Linked DNA regions of Sus scrofa: regions 1, 2 and 3 are each linked to region 4. Evidence: chromatin contacts called from public Hi-C and HiChIP or PLAC-seq data. All regions are on one chromosome and are shown on one strand. The core of a region is the stretch at or near the end of the contact, and the rest is flanking DNA. Distances in the headings are between cores, read along the strand shown. Region 1 holds the start of BBS4 (Bardet-Biedl syndrome 4). Region 2 holds the start of PKM (poly [ADP-ribose] polymerase 6). Region 3 holds the start of ADPGK (ADP-dependent glucokinase). Region 4 holds the start of LOC110261568.

The links. A called contact is a pair of places that touch in the nucleus more often than the background predicts. HiChIP or PLAC-seq counts read pairs in DNA pulled down with a chosen protein or histone mark.
Region 1: a contact with region 4 is called in an H3K27ac HiChIP or PLAC-seq map of alveolar macrophages. The contact joins the promoter of BBS4 here to the promoter of LOC110261568 in region 4. A contact is called at or near these places in 1 of 5 promoter capture datasets (liver), 6 of 47 Hi-C or Micro-C datasets (embryonic fibroblasts, fetal heart ventricle, heart right ventricle and 2 more) and 2 of 2 datasets of contacts at active chromatin or transcription factors (alveolar macrophages and skeletal muscle).
Region 2: an H3K27ac HiChIP or PLAC-seq map of alveolar macrophages shows a contact between it and region 4. The contact joins the promoter of PKM here to the promoter of LOC110261568 in region 4. A contact is called at or near these places in 3 of 47 Hi-C or Micro-C datasets (epiblast stem cells and liver) and 1 of 2 datasets of contacts at active chromatin or transcription factors (alveolar macrophages).
Region 3: a contact with region 4 is called in a Hi-C map of liver, with 5 times the contacts expected there. The contact joins the promoter of ADPGK here to the promoter of LOC110261568 in region 4. A contact is called at or near these places in 2 of 47 Hi-C or Micro-C datasets (heart right ventricle and liver) and 1 of 2 datasets of contacts at active chromatin or transcription factors (alveolar macrophages).

The regions. Positions count from the first base shown.
Region 1 is chr7:60,691,833-60,694,653 of Sscrofa11.1, reverse strand. BBS4 (Bardet-Biedl syndrome 4) reads left to right here and starts at 1,326. Exons shown (of 16, transcript NM_001244787.1): 1 at 1,326-1,368. The coding sequence starts at 1,345.
Region 2 is chr7:60,971,597-60,974,364 of Sscrofa11.1, reverse strand. PKM (poly [ADP-ribose] polymerase 6) reads right to left here and starts at 1,358. Exons shown (of 32, transcript XM_021099107.1): 1 at 1,111-1,358. LOC102166620 (a long non-coding RNA gene) reads left to right here and starts at 2,644. Exons shown (of 5, transcript XR_001297909.2): 1 at 2,644-2,768.
Region 3 is chr7:60,582,694-60,585,393 of Sscrofa11.1, reverse strand. It overlaps ADPGK (ADP-dependent glucokinase), which reads right to left and starts at 1,356. Exons shown (of 7, transcript XM_021099100.1): 1 at 1,042-1,356. The coding sequence starts at 1,274.
Region 4 is chr7:60,822,516-60,825,271 of Sscrofa11.1, reverse strand. It overlaps LOC110261568, which reads right to left and starts at 1,484. Exons shown (of 2, transcript XM_021099104.1): 1 at 525-1,484; 2 at 1-429. The coding sequence starts at 1,484. The coding sequence ends at 684. It overlaps ARIH1 (E3 ubiquitin-protein ligase ARIH1), which reads left to right and starts at 1,155. Exons shown (of 14, transcript XM_021099101.1): 1 at 1,155-1,854. The coding sequence starts at 1,483.

The DNA.
Region 1 (2,821 bases), core at 77-2,576, 130 kb after region 4:
TAACTCTGTATTTAAAGTCCTCTCCCACATTTATACCCATAGAATATATTCCTAGAATTAGTATAATGAAATTAAAGGTTATGTTATGTGCATTTTTAATTTGGGTAGTTATTCCAAACTGCTGTCAATTTACATCTCCACTAGCTACAGATGAAGAATATATGCATGTTTACTCACAACTTGGTGAAAATTTTTGTTCTCTGCCAATGTAAGAGGTGGAAAGTATCTTTTGGAAACTTTAATTTGCATGTTTTTTCTTCCTTACAAAGTTATATTTTCATATGTTTAAGAGCTATTTGTATTTGTTCTTTAGTGAACTATTTCTTCATAAACTTTGCTTATGTTATTATTCAATGTGTGATTTCCTCGCTATACTCTAAAGTCAGTGCTCCTGGTGTAGAGTTCCAATGTATTTTGTCACAGGGCTTCTGGTACTGAAATGAATGAAGCTCAAAGAAACGCCTGGCTCAAGTCATGCAGTAGTCAAATCCAGACTACTAAGTATTGACTCCAAAGCCCAAGTATTTCCACAATCACTCAGTGCAAAGACTAAGCATTTAATTCACCACACCAGGTCCCAGAAAGGTACGAAGGCTGAAATGTGTTGCAAAGTGAAGACTGTAGCAAAAAAGGTGAACAAATGCCTATATACAGTAGCAGCAGTTTTCAGATTTTACCGCCATGCAGGAACCCAGGCACGTTGTGGCATCTTTATTCATCGAGGCTAGATTTTTGGGTTTCTTATGAAATCTTCTAATTCTTAAATATTTGCAGTCAAAACAAGGCTGCGTTTAAATGCAGCCCACCAGCTGCTAATTTGCAAACCCTAGCGTAAACAAAAGTGGGAGGCCGACGGGGCAGACCATACCGTAGCCAAGAAACAAGGAATTTTTATCTAAGGCGAAAATGAAGTTCTGGGTCCTAGGGTTTGGGGTTGAGGGCCGGGGCTTCCGGAAGAAGGCTAGAAATAAACGCTGGGTGGCGTTAAAGCAGGGCAGGGCCAGATGGGGCTGGCCACTCCACCCAGCGCTGTGGGGGGGGGGGGTCTCGCAAACAGCGTCCACACGATGGAGTGGGGCGGTAAGCGCTGGCCGGGATGAAGGAGACCACTGGCTGCGTATACCCTCACCGGCTCCTTTAAAGTCAAGTGGACTGCAGCAAAGTGCCCAACTCTTGCCTCTTTTCTGGAATCCTGGGCCTCCCAGGCAAAGCCTTCCGCTCGGCGATCTACTTCTTACCCTGCTTCCAGCTCCCTCCCTACTCCCCCAGTCCTATGATTTCCGTTTGCCTGGTTGTCTGGGAAACCGCCGACTTCCGGCCTCGCATTGTGGGGGCGGAGCTAAGATGGCTGAGGAGAGACTCGCTACGGTGAGCGCTAAATTTCTGTTTAGTATTCCGGCCGCCAGGCAGGGTTGGGCAGGGGTAGGCCCGCCGGGGCTGGGCGGAGCGGCTCCGGAGCAGAACGGCCAGGCAGGCTGGTGGGCAGGCAGTGTCCCACGCCGCTGCTGCTGGGGAAATGTGGAGCTGAGGCGGGAGCGGTTAGTCTCCTGGGAACTGCTCGGCCAGGGGACAGGCTGAGTTCTCTGCAGTTCTGGGCCTGTGCTAGGGCTAGAGCCCCTCTTGAGGTGCTCTGGCTGGAAAGGGGAGATTTTCATCAGAAACGGCTCTTTTCCTAGCCCCATACTTTCTGTCTCATGAGGTTTGGAAAGGAAGCACTACACACTGTGCAAAACAGTTTCTGTTAATCCCCTGGATTAGACATTGAAGGAAACAAATCCTGGAAGCTTTCTGCGTCACTACCTTCTGCCGGTGGGGCGGGACAGTTTTCTCAAGTTTAGGAAAAGACTGTTTTGGGATTCAGCTGGTCTGAATTAGGTGTTGTTGATTCAACCCCACGTACTGCTAATACAAAATAGCTCAGGTTAATTCAGGATGGCCCAGTAATAGTTACTTTTGAGGCGTAAATTCATAATTAGATCTAACTTCTGTAACGTTCCAAGTGTGAAACTGTCCACTTTTTTTTTTTTTTTTTTTTTTTTCCTTTTTAGAGCTGAACCTATGGAGTACGGAAGTTCCCAGGCTAGGTGTCCAGGAGGAGCTTCATCCACAGCAACACCAGATCTAAGCCACGTCCCCAACCTATGCTGCACCTTGTGGCAAACTGAATTCTTAACCCACTGAGTGAGGCCAGGGATCTAACCCACATCGTCATGGATGCTAGTTGGTTTTGTAACCATCCGAGCCACAATGGGTATTCCAAAATCAAATTATTGTAGTGTAATCAGAAAACTCAGAATACAGACTGGGAGACCTAAAGCAAAGATTTTTGTTAATTAAAAAAAAAAAAAGCATTATTAGTTCTTCTAGATTTTAGACATTGAAAACATAATAAAATCCTTGACCTACATAAATGTTAGGTATAACGGTAATATGACATTGCTGGAAACATACCTTATTCTCTAGTTCTCATTGCTGGTACAGGTTGGTGTTGATGAACAGAATATGAATGTGATGGCAGAATTTTCCTGTATTTTTGAGTCTCTGATAGCATATTAAAGAGAATGACTTTCTTGTTTTGATATAACTTCAGGACTTCAGTCAAAAGTTAACTATTTTCAGGAGTTCCCGTCGTGGCGCAGTGGTTAACGAATCCGACTAGGAACCATGAGGTTGCGGGTTCGGTCCCTGCCCTTGCTCAGTGGGTTAACGAACCGGCATTGCCGTGAGCTGTGGTGTAGGTTGCAGACGCGGCTTGGATCCCGCGTTGCTGTGGCTCTGGCATAGGCCAGTGGCTACAGCTCCGATTGGACCCCTAGCCTGG
Region 2 (2,768 bases), core at 109-2,608, 150 kb before region 4:
CAGCCAACAGTGCTGCCTGACCCATTACAAACAAAATGCACAAGGAAACTGCAGCTGAAGTTCTTAGAGATGAAATGCTTGATATCTTTAAATATTCAAATCTTAATTTAAATATTTCCTTTTTTATTGTCTTTTTAAGGCCACACCTGCAGCATATTGAGGTTCCCAGGCTAGGGGTCCAATTGGAGCTGTAACCACTGGCCTACACCACAGCCACAGCCACGCCAGATCCGAGCCATGTCTTCGAACTACACCACAGCTCACGGCAACACCAGATCCTTAACCCACTGAGCAAGGGCAGGGATAGAACCCACAACCTCATGGTTCCTAGTCGGATTCGTTTCCACTGCACCACGATGGGAACGCCAAGATTTGCTTTAAAATACTATTCCAGCACAAATAAAATGGGGAACAGATGAAATGTTCAGATGAAAATCATAAAATGTTGATTACAAACGAAGCTGAGTGATAAGTACACAAGGGTTTGTAAACTCTCTACTTTTGTATATAGTTGGAAATTTTCATTCTAAAAAGAAAAACAAACAAACCCAGAGGCTACTTTCATACTTTTTAAGGAGTCTCCTATCAACTCTAAATGTGAAATGAAGAGTATCACTGAAACTCTCTAACTTGCTGTTCTTCCAACATATCAAGCATATTCCCACCACAGGGTCTTTGTGCCTGCTTGCCACTCTTCTTGGAATGCTTTTCACCCATATTCACTGGGCTTGCTCCTTTACTCTTTCAGATCTCTGCTTGAAGATCACCTTGACTATCCTACATAAAACAGTAAAATCACAATACACAACACACTAGCACTCTCCAAACCCTTTCCTTGCTTTATTTTTTCCTACAGCACTTACCACTCTATGACAAAATGTTTGTTTATTGTATTTACCTCCCATCAGAATGTAAGCTCTACGGTGGCAGAGGCTTTGAGCATTTTCACTGTCTGTACTGTCAGTCCCTCATAACATAGCTAATTGAATGAGTGAATGAATGAATGAACTGTGACCTAAGCCAAAGGGGAGATAAATACAAGAACCTAAACACATCTACACATAGACAAAACCATACAAAAATGATTTTAAAAAGCAAGACTCCATTCACCTTCAAGAGCAGCTGAGAACCAAACTATGAAGATCTGGGGTGGGGTTTGTGAGATTTGAAAATAAACAGGTGCTGATCTGGACGGTCTCAGAGGAACAAAGAGGGAGGCATTAATGTCCTGGATGACAATGGTGTAGCCCAGAAGTGCCAACTTTCTCAAGCTCTTTGCCACTGTGCCACTGTAGAGGTCAAGAAAGCTTAGTCTCTCTCCAAGGGCTGTTGCTGCTTGGTTTCTGCTGTTACCACAAGGAGAAAAAAGTAGTTCAGAGAGAATTTTTCCTGTCCAGTGAAGAAACAATTTAGAGACTACCATCTTTTTCAAACTAGGCTGTATATAACCTATTTTAAACTTTTCACACTACAGATAGAGTATGCAGGTGCAGGGACGTCAAGCAACTTGCTTAGGGTCAGAAGTATAATAGCGTACAGTGGAACTGGGGACTATAGCACATTTGTCAGATTCTAATGACATCCACTCTTCCAGTGATGAGATTACAACCCAATTAAGGGAGCTGTTAATGAACTAGTAAGAAAGACCTATTTGATTTATCTAAACGAGGTAATCAAGGGAACCCTTTCAAGAAAAGCCAAGTCAAATACTGACTGTATGAAGAATGCCCAGAGAAGGGTGTCAGCGCTAGAGAGCAGCTAACAAAAAATTTGCATAAGAATAGGCCAAAAGTAAATAAGCATCAAGTCCGGATCACAAATGTCCTGGCCTAGGTCCAAAAGCGCTTCTCCGCGTGACAACTTTGCATCTAGTCAAAGAAGCCTCCGATCTCAACGTTTGATCCCGGCTTGGCGGTCCTGGGAAAGAAGGTGACTCCGCTCTGCAGCGAAGTGCTCCTTTCAAAAAGCCTAGGCCATGGAACAAAGAGTGCGGGGGAGAACCCACCGCCCGGCGATGCCCGCTTCCCAGCGCTATCTCGTGTACCCGGCGGAAGAAGAGGCCGGGGTGAGCCCCCAACATTGGCCGCCACTCGTGCTTCCAGAACAGGCCCTCACTGAGGCCTCCCTTGGGGAAGCACTTAGAGCTCTTCTCCGGTTTCCCCCGGAGACCCCGAAGACACCCAACACCTGCCTCCCGGGGAAGAAGCTCTGAGCCCGATCTGTGTCGCCAGCCGCCCGGCCATAAGCGAAGCCTGTTAAACTCAGAAGGCCTCTCAGAGCCACCGGGTCCAAACCCTTCACTTCCTCCACCCTGGCCCCGCACCCTTCCCGCGGCTCGGCCGCCCCGCCCCGTCCCCGTGGCGGCCGCCCCACAAGCTGGCCTCGCGAGTACTCACGGCGACCCCGGGCCGCGCGCGGCCGCCGCTGAGGGGACGAGCGGCCCGGGACGCCCCGCGGGGGCGGAGCGGCAGGCCAAGGGGCGGGGGCCGGGGCCGGGCGGGAGAGGTCGCGCACCCGCACGCCTCGTCGTTCCGTCACGGCCGCGCTGAGCCACTCTGCGCACGCTCGCGCGGCGGGCACCGTGGCCACGTGGTCCGCTTCGGACCAACTGCCACGCGGCCTGCCCCTGGGCACGCCCCCGCCCCCGACGCCAGGCTTGAGGTGCCTGCGCAGTGGTTGCCGTTTGGGAGGAGGCACGGAGCAGGGGGGGCGCCTGCGCTGTGAGTCGGCGGCGGATGTGTAGAGAAACAAGAGGGGCCCTGAGAGGG
Region 3 (2,700 bases), core at 107-2,606, 240 kb after region 4:
AAGAGCCTGAACTTGAAAGAGGTAAAAGATATTATCTGATGAAATAACAAATGTGCTGATATAAAAAAAAAATACTAGCTAACATTTGGTGTCTGCTCTTTAAAGCAGACACATACTAGATAACATGAATTATTTCATTTAATTTTCAGGATAGCCTGCACTATCCTTCCTGGCCCCAATACTCATAGGAACTAGTAGAGTCTGGGTAGAAGGCTTGCTCTTTGATTGATGCGTTTGAGGTGATGGCAAGATAGTCAACTCAGACTGAGACAAGATATTAGTGTAAAGGGAAAAATTACTTACATGCAGGAGGGGAATACAAAGAAAGGAGGCACTGTGATTTGGAAGAACCCTAAATATGCAATGTCACTGAAGTCAGGGGAAAAGAGTTTCAAGAAGGGCGTGCTTAACGCGTGGAAGGCTGCAGAGAGTGGACACTGAAGACTAAAAAAGGCAGCTGAATATGAGAAGCAACAAGTCAGCCGTAAGCTTTGAGAGAGAAGTTTCAGCAGAATAGTGTTCTCCAGACTCCGGCATCAAAGGACTACGCCATTACGGAGGGGGAAGCAAGACAGCTAACGGCAGCGACCACTCCTTTTTAAGTAGTTCAGCAGCAAGGGGAAGAACGCTGCCAGAGTAGTAAAATGAAGCATCTCTGACTGCAAAAGAGCGGTCGCTAGAGGAGCAGGTATTGGAATAAAAGAGGCTCGAACTTTAAGCAGTCAGGCTGAGCGGGATTTGCAAGAGTCGATTAGGCTGGTCCTACAGAGACAAGAAGGGCGCAGAGCCAGCCTAGAGGAAAAAGCAGTCTGTTGAGTCCCTGCAGCGGTGACGGATGGGGCTAGTCCCAAAAGTCCAACGCTTCTCGCCAAGGAGGCAGCGTGGACACTAGCGCCGAGGGGCCTCCAGCTGACCTCTGGGAACCTGTTTCTGCGCCGGCTCTACTTCCCAGCTCCCAAGCCGCCTGACGTCTGCCAAGGAGGCCAGGAGCGCCCGCGCCTCCTGGAGAGGCCCACAGAGGCAGACCTCGCAGGCACTCACCCCACGGCCACACGGCGCCAGCTCCGGGCCGGCCGCACGATGAGCGCGTCCCAGGCGGCTGCCAACCGGCCCTCAGGGGAGCCAGGTCCCAGGGGCGAGGGTACAGGCCCCAGCTGCAGCGAGTTCCACAGCGAGCGCAGCGCCGACCCCGGCAGCTGCGGCTCCAGCAGAAAGACGCAGCCCACCGCCAGCGCGAAGAAGCCGGCATACACTGAGCCGCGCCACAGCGCCATGGGAACGGAGGCGCTGGAGCAGCGATGTACAGCTCCCTTCCCGGCCCGCGCCTCTTCCGGGCTCTGCGTGCGCCGACGTCAACACGCGCGTCACGTCACGCCGGCGCGCCGAAGTCCTTTGGAGGGGCGGGGTGAGGGCGGGGGATGGGCGTGGCAGAGGAGCGGAAAACTGTCTTTCTCGGTCCAAATCCTGGCACTTGGGGGCGCTGTTCGGCGGCTCTGGGGGAGGTTGGACAAAGGCAGCAGTACAGGTCTGAGCGCTGTACCCCTTTCCAGAACTCCTCCAGTACCCCCAAAATAGAGGAACAAGGATACGTTTGTTTTCCCAGTAAGATGAAACAGATGGATTTTTTTATTACTCAAATGAATTTATCGCATCTGAAACAGATGGATTTTGAAGTCGCGGGTAAATCTCATGTTACTCTTTGAGCCAGTCTGCATCCCCAGTTGAGCTACGCCTGAAGTTCCTCAGAGGGTGCACAAATCACACTCTCCTCGCACCCTCCCTCCCCCTCCGTTTTAATCTGTTCCTAAGCCGGTCTGTCTATCATCCATTGTTTATAAAACTCATGCTTTTTCAGGCCGGGCGCTTGGCGCTCTCCGAAGGAATCAGATGGCAGCAGCGCTGCTGCGAGCCCTTGGGGCGCGCATGGCGTGGGGTGGGGGGAATGATCTTTTGTCCCTCTGGAGGGTGGTCGACCACCCTCTGTACCGGATCTGTACAGAGTCTGAGTAGATCCTGCAGTGACGGTCCTCGCTGGACGATCAGATTCAAACCTTAAAGTAATCCTTTTGGGGGCGCTGTTCCCTTTAACAATTTCAGAAAATGCGCAAATGTACACAATCTTGTGTAGCACATAAGCGGAGTTCGGACCTGGGTTATCTCCTCTTTTCTTTGGGTTAATATGACCTAAACCCAACAGGCCCTGTCTTCATCGTGACTCTTCTATGTGTGAGCCTAGGTTGGGAGCCAGTGAAGCTAGGCTTGCTGCCAGCTCGTTCTCAGCAGCCATCACAACCGGCCTGGTCTTGTTCCCTGGCCTGTTTCCATTTTTCCAGTTCTGCTGGCTCCTGACCATCCTGACCTGGCTCTGTGTCCGATTTTCCACTCTGCCCCAACCTTTGGACTTGGCAGTGGATCTTTATTTCTCTAACTTTGATCTTGAGCATTAGGCTTCATTTCCCCCAGCCCGGTATCACCAGCATTTCCCTATCCTGGTCATCTCCCCTCCCCTGGCTCACCCCACCCAGCTCACCTGACCACAGCAGCTGCTTCAAAGGAGGTGTTCACACAGGATGAGATTTGGGCTCCATAGAAAAGAAAGAAGACAAGGAGCCTGTGAGATCTGTGTGATGCTGTCTTCCCTAGAGTTGCCTGTCCCTTCTCTCTCTTCAAGGAGACAAGTCAATTAGTTACCAGAAAAAC
Region 4 (2,756 bases), core at 235-2,734:
AGGCCAGGGATTGAACCCGTGCCACATCAGCGACCCAAGCCACTGCAGTGATAATGCTGGACTTTTAACCTGCTGCACCGCCAGGGAACTCAAAATTCGGTTATTTTCTCAGGCTCGACCATCTTCCCTACCTTCCATTAAACTCCTAGCCATCTATCAACACTAAGCTCAAACAGCACATTTCCAGATAAAAGACAAGCACTATCTCTCTGCTTTATTTGGTCCCTGCAGATATTTCTTTTACCGGTCTTATGTTGTCTTACAATGCATTTTATATACAATGCAGTATATAATACATACTATACGTTATAAAGTGTTTTTATGATCGATATTTAAGGTCACCCAGGGTCTAAAATAGGGCAAGTGTTCTGTGGCCTTGGTCAAGTCTCTTCCTCTTTGAGTCTCAGGCATAACACAGGTACTGTGGCTCTGTGACGATGAGAAAAAACATTACATATTTAATATGTTGTATTATATATTAATATTATAATTCATACGTATAGATTATAGATTATAGATCTTACACAGTGCTCAACTAAGGCAAGCCACGACTTTGCCAATGTTCTGGCCTTGAATAGGCGCTTAATGAGCGGAGTTTAGAGACCGCTTCTTTTAAATGACGTCACTACAGGCGACTTAAATCACAGCACGTCTGTACCAGGGCACAGAGTCAAGTGAATTACTTAAAACGAGAACACCTGCTGCGTGGCTGAGAGGTTCTGCATAAAACAGAATCCTCTGAGTAGCCCAGGCAACAGGAATATTAGCTCAACATCCAAGGTCTTCCTGGAATTACTCCAGGTTGGGCGGGAAGGGTCTTTACTGCCCGGTGGGAAGGCCGCCTTCCCCATTGGTTTGCGCGAATGGCTGGATCCCCATAGCCAGTGGCAAAACCACTCCCGGGGCGGCCTAAGGGCCCCCTCTCGGTGACCAGGAGGCCACAGCCTCCTCAAGTACACTGTCAGCTGGTGTCGGCCAGCGTCCGTCCGAACAGCGAACGCAGCGGGAACCCAGGCGGCGATTCCCGCGGCGCCTGGCTCCCAGGGCCAGCCCCGGCCGTGGGGTCTCCCCGCACTCCACACAGGGGCCGAGGGGCGGGGCGCGGTGACGCCAAGAACAGTGACGCCACGACGCAGCGCGACGCGGTGACGCACGCCCCTTTGTTGGCTCAGTAGCGGTAGCAGCGGCCGTGGAGGTGGCGCTGGGGACTGTTTTCTCTCCGAGGCCGGTGCGGAGCCGCGTCTGATTGAGGCGGGCGACGAGCGGCCCCCTCGCTCCCTCCCTCCCTCCTCCGCGCCCTCCCCGCCGCCGCCAGCCGCCAACCGCCAACCGCCGCGCCCGGGGAGGAGCTGCGGCCCGCGGGGCCGGAGCCAGGCCTGCGTCCGGACATCAGCCGGAGCCGGAGCGAGAGCCGGGGCCTCGGCGTCCCCGCCCTCTCCCCGCCTTAGGGCCAGCGTCTGCCGGGCCCCCGCGCGTCGCGCCATGGACTCGGACGAGGGGTACAACTACGAGTTCGACGAGGACGAAGAGTGCAGCGAGGAGGACAGCGGCGCCGAGGAGGAGGAGGACGACGACGACGACGAGCCGGACGATGATAACCTGGATCTGGGCGAGGTGGAGCTGGTGGAGCCTGAGCTGGGCGTCGGCGGGGAGCGGGACGGACTGCTGGGCGGGGAGACGGGCGGTGGCGGCGGCAGTGCTCTGGGGCCCGGCGGCGGCGGCGGCGGCAGTGGCGGCGGCGGCGGCGGGTCGGGGCACGAGCAGGAGGAGGATTACCGCTACGAGGTGCTCACAGCCGAGCAGATTCTGCAACACATGGTGGAATGTATCCGGGAGGTCAACGAGGTCATCCAGGTGAGAGTGGCCCCCACGCCTGCTTGATCGGTCTGGACCCAGGAGCGGATTCGTGCTGCTCGCGCGGTCCCGAGGGGCAGGCCTGGGCCTGGTGCTCAGCTCAGCCCGGTACCTCCCAGCCCTGTCTCCTCCGCTGCCCCTGCTGGGGGTAGAGCAGACATTTGCCGGGTGTGGGGAGGTGCGCTGGAGGCGGTGCTTTCCAGGTCCTGCTATGGCGGAGGCCTCCGGCCGCCTAAGACTTCTCTCTTGGACGCAGTTCCTGCCGGTCCTGGCCCCGGTGTTACTCCTCTGGCCCATGGAGCACCTACCAGGGCAGAGTGGAGAAGAGCTGGAAGAACTGGGCCCCTAAGACTGTTTCTCCGGCCTTCAGCCTCACTTGAGCACTTTTGGAAGGGGTTAGAGTAGGCCTAAGAGCTGCTTGTTGTACGGTTGCCCCAAGTGGACACCAGTTAATAAAGGAATGGATCTGCTTGGCAGTCTTAAGTGCCTACTTAAAGGTGGGGGAAGGGAAGTGTTTCTTGGAAGAGGTGTTCGTGGGTCTTCTTTTCTGATGGTGAGGCTTCTGCTTGCATCTTTTTAAATCTTTGCTATTTGTTTGGGACCCAACTACTACTTTTTTCAGTTGTAGCGTACTTAAGCTGTTGGAACAGTTGCAGCGAATTGCATACCCAGCCTTGCAGCTAAAACAACAGCAAAGCGTAGTGTTATTGTTTAATATTGGACAAGCCTCTATTGTGAGTTAGTAAGTAGAGGCTTTCTGCTTCTGGACTCACCCCCTTTCTCTAATAATTTGTATTTCGTGGTCATTAAGTTGGTCTTGGTTTAAATTGATAACCACATCTCATTTAACCTTCTTGTGGGTCGGACTTTGTTTTTGAGCTTAGGACGTCAAAAGTTTCTCT